2 separate regions of the Sus scrofa genome follow, and region 2 is linked to region 1. A link is a contact called in public HiChIP or PLAC-seq data. All regions are on one chromosome and are shown on one strand. Each heading gives the region's core, a stretch centred on a gene start, on an enhancer-like site or on the middle of the called end of the contact. The rest is flanking DNA. Distances are from core to core; before and after follow the strand shown.

Evidence for each region. HiChIP or PLAC-seq counts read pairs in DNA pulled down with a chosen protein or histone mark.
Region 2: a contact with region 1 is called in an H3K27ac HiChIP or PLAC-seq map of alveolar macrophages. The contact joins two enhancer-like sites. A contact is called at or near these places in 3 of 47 Hi-C or Micro-C datasets (liver and skeletal muscle) and 2 of 2 datasets of contacts at active chromatin or transcription factors (alveolar macrophages and skeletal muscle).

Annotation. Positions count from the first base shown.
Region 1 is chr15:58,838,280-58,843,979 of Sscrofa11.1, reverse strand. All of the region lies in intron 2 of LOC106506245 (a long non-coding RNA gene), which reads left to right. Among named protein-coding and RNA genes, the nearest start is that of HS6ST1, 230 kb to the left of the region's middle. Within about 2 kb of position 3,224, at least 6 of the 83 cell types and tissues checked have an H3K27ac peak or open chromatin away from gene starts, as enhancers often do. A contact at or near this core is called in alveolar macrophages, where this site is marked.
Region 2 is chr15:58,926,845-58,932,544 of Sscrofa11.1, reverse strand. No RefSeq gene overlaps it. Among named protein-coding and RNA genes, the nearest start is that of HS6ST1, 140 kb to the left of the region's middle. Within about 2 kb of position 2,959, at least 14 of the 83 cell types and tissues checked have an H3K27ac peak or open chromatin away from gene starts, as enhancers often do. A contact at or near this core is called in alveolar macrophages, where this site is marked.

The sequences.
Region 1 (5,700 bases), core at 1,975-4,474:
GGACCAAAGTCACTGCATCGCAACTGTGGGATTAAAATTACAAATTATTTATTTTTCTTTCTGGCCACAGGCATGGCATATGAAAGTTCCCAGGCCAGGCATTGACTCCGAGCCACATCTGCCACCTACACCACAGCTGCAGTAATGTAGGATCCTTAACCCATTGCACCACAGTGGGAACTCCAAAAGAATGAGTAATTAACGTCTAGAGGAGGTCAGGCTTGTCTGTAAAAGCTGCCTAAGCTTGAGAACATCACAGGAGGGCTTCTGGGTTCTTCCTTAGGAGGGCTTCAGGGGTGATGATGCCCTGACTTGGGTGTAGGCGGATCAAGGGCCATGGGAAGATGTGGCCCACTCAGTGCTGAGGCTCTCCCTTACCGCCCCACCACGTGGAGGCATGCACAGACCCACATCCAGTTGCCTGTGTCTGGGAGGGTTGTCCCCATCCAGGCAGCTGTGCAGACACCACCTCCCCTGCCCCCAGTGCCTGAGTCTGTGCAGCTAGGACTCCTCTTTTCTCTCTGTGTGGCCTTTGCACCCATTCCAGGCAGCCTTCCTGCTTTCCTCCAAGTTCAACCCCTCAGCATCCTTACCTTTCCTCTCCTACCACTCCCTTTGGCCAAATGATTCCTCTTCTACCCCAGGCTCCATCCAGTCACAAGATCATGTGATCCCTATTAATTTTAAATCTTTTCTGGAGTTCCCAGTGTGGCTCAGTGGGTTAAGAACCCAACATAGTGTTGATGAAGATGCAAGTTCAATCCCTGGCCTTGCTCAGTGGGTGAAGGATCCAGCGTTGCTGCAAACTGTGTCATAGGCTTGCAGCTGCAGCTCCAATTCAACTTGTAGCCTGGGAATTTCCATATGCTGCAGGCGTGGCCGTAAAAAGAAAATAATATATATATATATTATTATTTTTTTTAATTTAGGGCTTCACCTGTGGCATGTGGAAGTTCTCAGTCTAGGGGCCAAATCAGAGTATCTGCTGGCCTACACCACAGCCACAGTGATACCAGATCTGAGCCTCATCTGTGCCACAGCACACGGCAATGCTGGATTCTTAACCCACTGAGCAAGGCTAGAGATTGAACCCGCAAACTCATGGATACTAGTTAGGATTTTTTTTTTCGTCTTTTTGTCTTTTTGCTATTTCTTGGGCCGCTCCCGTGGCATATGGAGTTTCCCAGGCTAGGGGTCGAATCAGAGCTGTAGCCACTGGCCTGCACCAGAGCCACAGCAATGCAGGATCCGAGCCGCGTCTGCAACCTACACCACAGCTCATGGCAATGCCTGATCCTTAACCCATTGAGCGAGGCCAGGGATTTAACCTGAAAACTCATGGTTCCTAGTCGGATTCATTAACCACTGTGCCACGATGGGAACTCCACTAGTTAGGATTGTTACCACTGAGCCACAATGGGAACTACAAAAAAATTTTTAAATCTTTAAAAAAAATTGCCTTCATAGGAAAGTTTACCTGGCATGGTAGAATAACATATAGGCCAAGACATGGACTATTTAAGTTCTTGCTGGCTTTGTATCTACCTGGTGTGTAGCTTCGTTCAAGGCCCTATGTGGGTCTTTGTTTCTCTATCTGGTAAATGGGTATAATTCTGGCTGTGCTTATGTCATCATGTTTTATGAGAATCACATGAGAGAATGAATATGAAAACAGTCTGCTCAGTTAAACCACACTCTAGAGCCGTGATTAAATGTGGGCCCCAGGCTTCCACCCAATTTGCTGGCTGTGTAACTCTGGCAGTTTGCTCAGTGTCCCTGATCTTGGGATTCCTCCTCTGTAATACTTCAGAGGATTGTTGTGATGAGGGATGGGGGACATAACAGTTAATTGTGACCGGTAGCCACATGATTTCCTTGGGCCCTGCTGCATCATCCTGAGCCCTCAGTGGCTTATTTTTAAAAAGACATTAAAGTGTGTGGAAGTAAGATGTTTGAGAAAATGTGATTACTTTATGAATCAGGAAAAATTCAGAAAATCTGGGGTCTTGTAGGGGAATCCCAGAAAAGGGGAATGGGGTCCCTTCTTCCATGTGGCATCTCCTGTGCTCCTCTGGGGCACAAGGAACAGGAAGGAGGTGGGGAGAGGTTCTCAGAACCAGCCACTTGGGATCTGGGGCCCAGGGGGCCTGCACCTCTTCCCAGCACTGCCCAGTCGGTCCTCTGGCTCCTGTTACCAGAGCAGGGTGTGCCTGAGCAGGCAGGTGGTTGTGCAGGGCCCCTCGGTCACTCCCACTCGTCTTGCCAGTGCTCCCGCCGCTGACCCAGGCAGTGACCGGTCCTCCGTCTCTCCTCCCACCCTCCTCAGCCTCTGCTCTGTCCCTCTCTGTCGCCTGCAGGAAGCTGGTCTAATGAGGTGCACTTTGCTGCCTGCTAGGGTGGGCAAAACTGCTCTGTCAGCATTTCTTCAGTTTCTAATAAACCACAGAAAAATTCCCTGCAGACAAAAGCTTGGCGCAGAGGTCCTCAGCTTAGAAAGGAGTTTCCTCTTGAAGTTAGCATGAAGTCAGTTTCCAGGGCTGTCCCCTACCCCACGGTTTCCTTTGGGGGAAGGATGTGGAGGCTAAGGAAGGAAGAGGGCAGGAGATGGCCACTTGAAAATTTCAGGCCTGCCTTCCCTTCCCCCACCTCCCTGTCTCTCCTCCCTGCCACCGCATTCACAGGGTCTGTGGCTGCTGTGGCGTTACTGTTCAAAAACCTGGGGACTCCATTACCACACTGTCTGCCAGAGCATGGCATTTTGTTGGTGCAAAATGTTTCAGTCCCTGAGATGGCATACCTGACATGTGTGGCTTCTTTACACCTTGCTACCTTGTTCTGGCTGAGTGCCATGGAGTTTCTGGAGTCACCTGGGCCTGGGCTATGTTTCCAGATCTTCCTTTTAGTAGATTGAGGACATGAAGATTTCCACACAATTGATGCCCAATAAATGCCCAATAAATGCCCACAGTATTGCCCAGACTCCCATGTGTCTCTGAAGCTTCTCTAGTGTGTTCAGAGAGGCCTTATACACATCCCCCTCTTTTTTTTTTTTTTTTTTTTTTTTTTTTTTGCCTTTTTTGGCTGCATCTGTAGCACGTGGAAATTCCTGGGCTAGGGATCGAATCTGAGCCACAGCTGTGACCTATGCCACAGCTGTGGCAATGCCGGATCCTTAGCCCACTGTGCCACAGCAGGAACTCCCACACACCCTTCCTTTCAGGCATTGCACCATCATTAGGAAATGACCCATAAAGTCTGAGATAGCATCCAAGATAAATACAGCTAGACATTGATTAAATGGTGGTAATGTTTTATTGTGTAATCACTGCAGTTGGGGGAGAGCTGAGCTTCATTCTGACTCAGCAGAGGTGACTTATGGGGCTCTGAAGGGAGAATGGAGGAGTAGGGAGGGGGTGAGTGTAGTCTGAGCAGAGTCAAGTGAAAAATCACAAGAAGCAGGTGAGAGACTGGTCAGTGTTGGTTCTGTGTCTGAAAACTGGTGCTCATCACATTAGGCTTCCCTCCCACAGAGACTGGGACAAGGGCCCTGTCCTTCCTGATGATTACATTTTAAATTTATCTTATTTTTAATTGAAATATATTAAATATTATTGATTTATAATAATTGTGTTAGTTTCAGGTATACAGCACAGCGATATATATATATATGTATGAATTCTTCTTGCCTTACATGTTATTACAAAATATTGGTATTGTCCCCTTTGCTATACAGGAGGTCTTTGTTGTTTATCTATTTTATATATGGTAGTGTGTATATGTGAATCCCAGATTTCTAACTTATCCCTCCCCCCACACTCCTTTTCCCTTTGGGAACCATAAGTTTGTTTTCTATGCCTTTGAGTCTATTTCTGTTTTGTAAATAAGTTCATTTATACCATATTTTAGATTCCACATGTAAGTGATATCATCTCATATTTGTCTTTCTCTCTCTGACTTACTTCACTTAGTATGAGAATCTCTAGGTGCATCCAAGTTGCTGAAAATGGCATTATTCCCTTCTTTTTTTATGGCTGAGTAGTGTTCCATTGTGTATATATACCACATCTTCTTTCATTTTAAAGTCCTGGTTCCAGGTCCTTGAAAAAGACATTCCTGGGTGGCAGGAGACACATCTATCTCAATGGAAGGATGGACGGAGGAAGGATTTACGGTTTTAAGTTTTATAAAAGAGCTGGGGTTCAGGAGCCCACAGTCAGATATTGGCTGAAACAAATGGCAGATCCTTTTGGTGGCACTAAGACTTCTTTAGCAGCATTTTTAGGAGACAGGTCATGATCTTAGACTCCTAGAAGCCACACTGGTGTTTGTTCAGTTTTCTTAGTGTGCATGTGGAAGGGTGGAGGAAATCATTTATGTTGAAAGTTGCAGTTCATTTTTAAGTTTTATTGAAGTATAGTTGATTTGCAATGTTGTGGTAATTTCTGCTGTACAACAGAGCGATTTAGTTACACATGTGCACATATCTATTCTTTTTCTGATGCCATATAGACTACCACAGGATATGGAGTAGATTATCCTGTGCTATACACAATGTATCATTGTTGGCCCATCATTCCATACACCTCAGTGTGCACGGGCCAGTTCTTTTCAGCCCAGGTGGAGGACTGGTCAGAATGGGCACAGAGGAGCCTGGCTAGAGTCATTCAGGAGAGAGCAGTGTTGTCAGCAGGAGGCCAGGGGTTGTTGCTCTTGTCTTACCGAGGAGCAGACTGAGGCTGGGAGGTACTTGCCCCAGGCACACACGAATGATCTAAAGTCAGAGTACCTCCCAGCCTAGGTTTGCACCTCTGTACAGAAACGCATATGGCCATTCCATCCGATCCTCAAAGGAAGGGTAATGGATGTTTGCCCACCAGGTGGTGAGCCACCTGTGCCTGGTTCTCCGAGGGCAAGGAAGGATTGTCCAACTCAGCCTCCACGCACAGGCTGGTGTTCTCTCTGGTCTGGGTTGCCCCACTTCACTGGTGAGCAGATCGCTGTGGAGCTGACCTGAAGGATCTTGAGCCCAGTTGGGCCATGTTTTGCAAGAGGAATGGGCAGTGCACTTGGCTCTAGCACGCTGGGGCCTCCTGCGTATGGTGGGTGCTTCTGTGGCTGGAGCCCCGGCACTGCTTTCTGGAAGCTCTGTGATGGTGAGGGTGCAGTCTCCTCCACTATGGCTTCCAGCATTTCCTGAGGGTTCCTTCGGGTCCTGTTCTCAATCTGAGGTGCTTTCTCCTTGCTCTGCTAACCTTTACACCAGCACCCACACAGCTGGATGTGCAGTACAGGGCCAGGTGTGTGTGCTGGAACAAAGCTGCCCCTGCGATGGGGGGAGTGGGAGGGCCGGCTGAAATGGAGAGCAGGGGTAACACTCAAAGTCAAAAGGGGGTCCCGGCTGGAGGCAGACACAGAGGCCGTGCCCACGAGGGGCAGGTCCAGTGGGGAAGTGTGGGGTCCCAGACACAGGAGGGTGGGAGGGCCAGAGCAGAGGGGGACTGGGGACAGATGAGAGAGTGCTCGGTGAAGGTGCCTCACAGGTTGGACCCCAGGACTGGGCGAAGGGGGTCGCAGTCTGTCACCAGGACATGGTCCAGGGTCAGGTTCTCAAAAGATGATCAGCTGAAGGGAAATTAAGAACATATCAGGCTTCCATCAACAGAAGAGCTGGACTGGCTGGGGGAGGGGGTGGTTCCGGAG
Region 2 (5,700 bases), core at 1,710-4,209, 89 kb before region 1:
GCTCCCACAGAGAGCCTGTCTGGCTGAGGCTCAGATCTGGGGAGCCAGGTGGCCCCTGCCCACTCCCCTCTTCTCTCATGGCTAGGCAGCCCCACCCGAGCCCCTGCTTAGGAAATGTGGGTGTGGGTGGCAGGCGGTGGGCTGCTTCCTGTGTGCCCTGGAAAGGGGAACCTCCTGGGTTCCTCCCTGTTGAGGGGGGCCCAGGGACTGGTTCCAGCTTAATTGTGAGCAGAAGTGATGAGTGTAACCTCCTAACCTCCTGGATCCTCCAGGATCCTTCTTCCTCTTCCAGGGAGCAGCCAAACTCCAGGCAGCAGTCCTGTCACCAATCTTTTTTTTGGTCTTTTCTAGGGTTGCACCCACAGTATATGGAGGTTCCCAGTCTAGGAGTCTAATCGGAGCTGTAGCTGCCAGCCTACACCATAGCCACAGCAACAGGAGATCTGAGCTGCATCTGCCACCTACACCACAGCTCACGGCAACACCGGATCCTTAACCCACTGAGCAAGGCCAGGGGTTGAACCTGCAACCTCATGGTTCCTAGTCAGATTCGTTAACCACTGAACCATGACGGGAACTCCCTGTCACGGGTCTTAAACCAGGAGCCCCCATCTCTACTCAGCTCTGGTCCAAGTGTACCTGTCAAGTCTTTTGATTCCACAATGCCCTGCCTAAACTTGTCAGTCTTTCCATAGACCAAAGACGTAGAAATGAAGAATAAGTAACTAACCAACAACTAGGTCACTTCCCCAGCTTCCCCTTCAGTGATTTCTGAACAAACTGAACAAGACAGTGTCAGCTTAAAAAAAATGTACAATCTGAAAGTTGAGAGTTAAGTTTTATTTGGGGCAAAATTAGGACTTAAGCCCAGGAGACAGCATCTCAGGTAGCCCTGAGAAACCATTCCAAGGACCTAGGATATATGAGTTTTTGCAACAAAGGAAAGGTAATAGGAACAAAAGATTTACAGGAAAGATTTATAGAAAACCAGTTTCTGTGGGAAGAGGTAAAGGTCTGGGCTTAGTGGAATCACTCCTTTGATATGCACCTCAGCTGTGGGCCAGTCTTGTTTGTTTCTTTCCTGAGTTTCCTCAGGGTTCAATGGCCCACTCTTGGGAGTGACTGCATTCACAGGTGACTGTGATGTCTTTTGTCCACTTAGCTACTGTCCAGGAGGCAGTATTTCAGATAGCTCTGAAAAGCTGCCCCAAAGAGAAAAGGGGAAATATCAAGATATAAGTGATAAAGGTGAATGGGAAGGTGTATGCAGCCCTGCATACATTTTACGGAAGTTTGCTGTAACAGAAGGTTACTACTAGTCATGAGGAGCAGACAGCACCATGAAGGGTTTTAGTGGTTTTCTAATATGAGGAGATGCAAGAAGTTTTCTCCTAAAACATCTAACTCTCTGAAGATCTGCTCTTCCAGTTTCCCCAGAGCACAGAGTGCCTCAGCTCTGCTTGGGGGTGTGCCTCGGGTCGGCAGTGCAGTGGCTCATGGTTTAATTCCGTAGAGGCAGATGGCAAGTGCCAAACTCCAGTTCACAATAGCATCTAAAGAAACAATATCACAAGACATCTACACGCCTGCACACAGTTGGGGATGGCAATGACACTGACCCCCGTCTCAATGATTAGCCGAGATCACTTCCCTTTTCTCTTTAAAAAATTTCATGGCTGAGCAGAATCTTCAGAGATAGTTTTTGGGGGACACTGAGTCCACCATCTCCCAGGATGGCAAGCGTTCTGACTGAAAGCAACCTGCCTTTCCACCAACATTTGCGAGTATTGTTTTTTTTAAGGGGCAAGTAGCTGGACCTGACTCTATAAAAAAGTGAGGGGACATCCACAAGGGTGTTCACTGTCCGTTGGGTGTGTAGTGTGAGTGATACTAATCTCTGATTGTAAATTCCTCCCAGGGGGTTGTCCCCAGGGCAGATCAGGTGATGCCCAGCAGAAGTTCCTCTCATGCAGAAGGGAGGTGCCGCCCCCAGCTGGAGGGGCCCTGGTGATGCAGCTAGCTCAACCTTCCCATTTTACAGAGGGAGAAACTGAGGCTGGAGATGGAAGAAGGGTGTTTCCAGTCACACAGCCAGTTGGTGGCACAGCTGGAACCAGGTCTCTGCATGTTTTCTTTAGCCTTTTTTTTTTTTTTGCTGAATCACGTTGCCTCCTGAAAGTGGATTTGTGGAAAGGCTTCCAAAGCAAAACAGAAAAATGGATGGCCTGACTTTGGGGTGAGAGAGAGTGAATTAAGTAAAGAGAATGCTCACTGAACATTCATTATTAAAGTTAGCCTCAGGCTAGGAGGGGCTGTGTTGCTGCTGTGACACAGGCTGAAGCTTCCCAGAAGGGGGTGGGGGTGGGATGGCCAGGCAAGGTCCAGGACACATTTGGGTAAGGGGTTTCACTTTCTGAAGAACACAGCCAGGCCTGAGGTCTGTTAGGAGGGGAGAAGCAGAGACAGATGTAGGATGGGACAGCCTCGTTTACAGCACCACTGGCCAGACGTTTTCTAGATGGACTTGTGTCACCACAGGGAGGCGTTATACCAGCCCTCTAGAGGAGGCTTGCAAATGTTATGGGACTTGTTCAGGCTCAACGGGCTTTCAGTGACAGAGCTGGTGTTTGACCAGCTGGAGCTGTGGCAGAAATCTGGGCTTGGCACCTAGGTTTTGCCACATTTGAGCTGTGTATCCTTGGGGGGCCACTTTGCCTGAGTCTCAGTTTCCTAGCCTGCCCATCAGGCAATGGTCCTAGGACAGATCCTGATGTCTGGGTGTTCCCACAGGTTTTGCAAACAATCTGTGTGAATGCTGAGTGGGGTGCCCAGCCTTGATGGTGATTTTGGAGGCCCCAGGCTAGGTCCTTGAAAGTTTCTCAAGCACAGACTGTGCTGCAAGATCAAGTTCCTCTCTCCCCGGGTGACCTGGGTGGATGGGTGCACTCTCCCTGGAAGAGAAACCCGGTTTCCGGAGGTTTGTGGGTGATTCCGAGAAAGGGCCAGCCCCTTCTGGGAAGGAAGGAGGGGAGAGGGGGGTGGCAGGGAGCAGCTGGGGCCTGAGCAGAGAGGTCAGGTGAGGGGAGCAGACTGTGCCGGGAAGAGCATATTGATTTCCTCCTTTTAGAAATGGACTCGAGTGGAATCATTCATAATGTGCCCTCCCCACTGCTGACAATACCCATTCCCATCACTGTCGGGGAAATGGATTTGCAGCACTCTCGGAAAGAGAAAACAGATTGCCTGAGCTATGCAGGGAGAGCTTGGTTCCATCCCTGAATGCTTTCAGGAGAGCCTGCCAGTGGCTTGCTGGGGACAGAGGGCAGAGGGATGCACTCTCAGCGCCTGCTCCAGGGAAAACAAGGTCTGCATCAAGCACTGCAACTGTTGCCCAAACTTGGCCTCTGTCCATTGGCGCCGAATAGCTATGTGGAGAGAGTTTTGGGTGAAGGAGGAAAAGATGGCTTTGCCAGGAAAGGGGACCACAGCAGGCTAATGCCTTAAAGACTGTGACCCCTTGGAAGGGGTTAGGAGGTGGTTTTATAGTTTGGAAAGTGGAAACAAGGCTGCAGATGAGGATCAGGCTAGAGGCAAGCATGCATTGTCCTTCAAAGCTGGTGTTTAGTGGTCCAGGACTGGCTCTGGTGGTCCTCCTTCTTCCCGGAATGAAGAAAGCTTCATCAAGTAGTTCTTCCATCTGTTGGGGCTTTTAATTGTGCCGAAAGGCTTGAAGATATTGTTATGTACATTCCTTGAAGAGGAACCAGGACCCTGCCCCAAGGCTGCACTGTTGTCTCTTGACTTCTTCTCCCTGGTCTCTGCATCCCTTCCCTTCCCTGATTAGCAACTGCCCTTTGGAACTCAGGAAAGGTCTTAGAGGCTGAAGCTTATTCCCTAAAAACAAGGAATGGAGGACCCAGAAATGCTTGTGTGCGCTGGAGTCCCACAGGGCCCTAGCTTGTTTGTACAACAGTGACAAGCAGTCAGTCCTTGGTGGGCTGGGTCTTCAAGGGGGTAATGATGGACCCGGGGGGGGGGGGGAGGGGAGGGAAGGGTCAGCAGGCTGCCTGGGGGAGCAGAATTTGGGCTGAGTCTCAGAAGCAGGAGGGGGCCACGCTGAGCATTCTGGGTAGAGGGACGCCAACCCAAGTTCTGGTCAGGGGGATTCTTGCAGCAAACCAGTGGGAGCCTGGGAGCTGGGGCCCACAGGATGGAGGTGAGAGGTGGCTGGAGAAGAAGGCGGGTGGTAATGGGGCTCCTGATGCCTTTCCTTGCTGCCTCCTTTCTGTTGCTGTCATCCAGGTGTGGATCAGCCCCCTGCCAGTAACTCAGATGCCCCTTCTGGCCCTGGAGCCGGCAAAAGCTGGCTGACTGGGGTCATGGTTCTGCTTGCCTTAGCCTTGGCCTGAGGTTTCTGGCTGCAGGGTAGCTTCATGGGACACAGGGATCAACCAGCCATGACCTATTTTGAAGAGAGACTGGGGCCAGTCCCCTGCCCGGCCAGACTGCAAGGCATGTCTTGGTGTGGGTTCCTTTATTCCTTCATCCATTCATTCATTCACCTGTACAGTCTTTCTCTAGAGGAATATCAATGCCAAGGCCAGGTGGGCTGGACTCCCAGCATTAAGTGGGGAGGGGACAAGGACAGACACAGGTCTTGGAGCCAGGCAGATGAGTATGTGATCTTTAGCAAGCCATTGAGATCTCTGAGCCTCAGTTTCCTTAGCAGCAAAGTGGGGCTTCTCAGGTGGTCGAGAGGCTCCAGGGATATGGTAACTATTAAGGAAACTGGCATGTGCCAGCCCTGTACTTGGGCACTGGAGCTCAACAAGGTGCCCTTCATATGCTTGGACACAGTGGGAAGGCTGTGCCTCAGGGCCTTGGCACGTGTTGTGTCCTTGGCTGGAGTGCTCTTCTTCCTGATACCCTGTGGGCAGCTCCTAAACTTCCTTTAGCTGTTTGCTTGCTGTCACCTTCTCAGGAAGGCTCCTTGGCCACCCCACAACCCCACACATGTGCCATCTGATTTGTGAACTTCACGAGGGTGCAGCTCTTATTTTTCTCCCCTGTATCTCCTCTGTTCCAGAATACTGCCTGGCATGTGCCAAGGGGGGGAAGGGAGGCCATGGAAATGGGGCCCAGGCAGGGTTACAGTCACGGTGAAGGGGGCTGGGCCAATCCTCTGAGCCTCGGTGGAGTGGGGAGAGCATGCTGGGCATTGAATCAGACCGCGTGTGTGGGTTGGGGGTGGGGGTGGGGGGTAGGATGGGGGTCAGGCCCCAAATGATTGAGGGTCTGTTGCAGCCTGAGAGGAGCTCCTCATCTGTGGGGGCACAAGACCTAAATGGAGGCGTGTTTAGAGCCACCCATGATGATTCAGAACCAGGACAGGGCAGTGACCTCCCAGGGAGATGTCCTATGGTGACCTCAGAGGGTTGCTTCGTGGCTCCTGGCAGGGCCCCTCTCTGTGCCTCCTGTTTGGGTCAGGGTGACCTGGGCTCCTTTCTGGCGTTGCCCCTGGGTGCCTGAGAGCCATTCTCCCTTTATCACAGGGTACACACAGATGGAGGAGGACTCTGTAAAACTGAGGGAGGTGGGGTGCAGCAAGGGACAAAGTCAGGACCCCTGCCCAAACCCTGCCCTTGACACAGAGCCTGTCTCTCCATGATGGGGACACAGCCAGCAACAAAACCTTCCTGG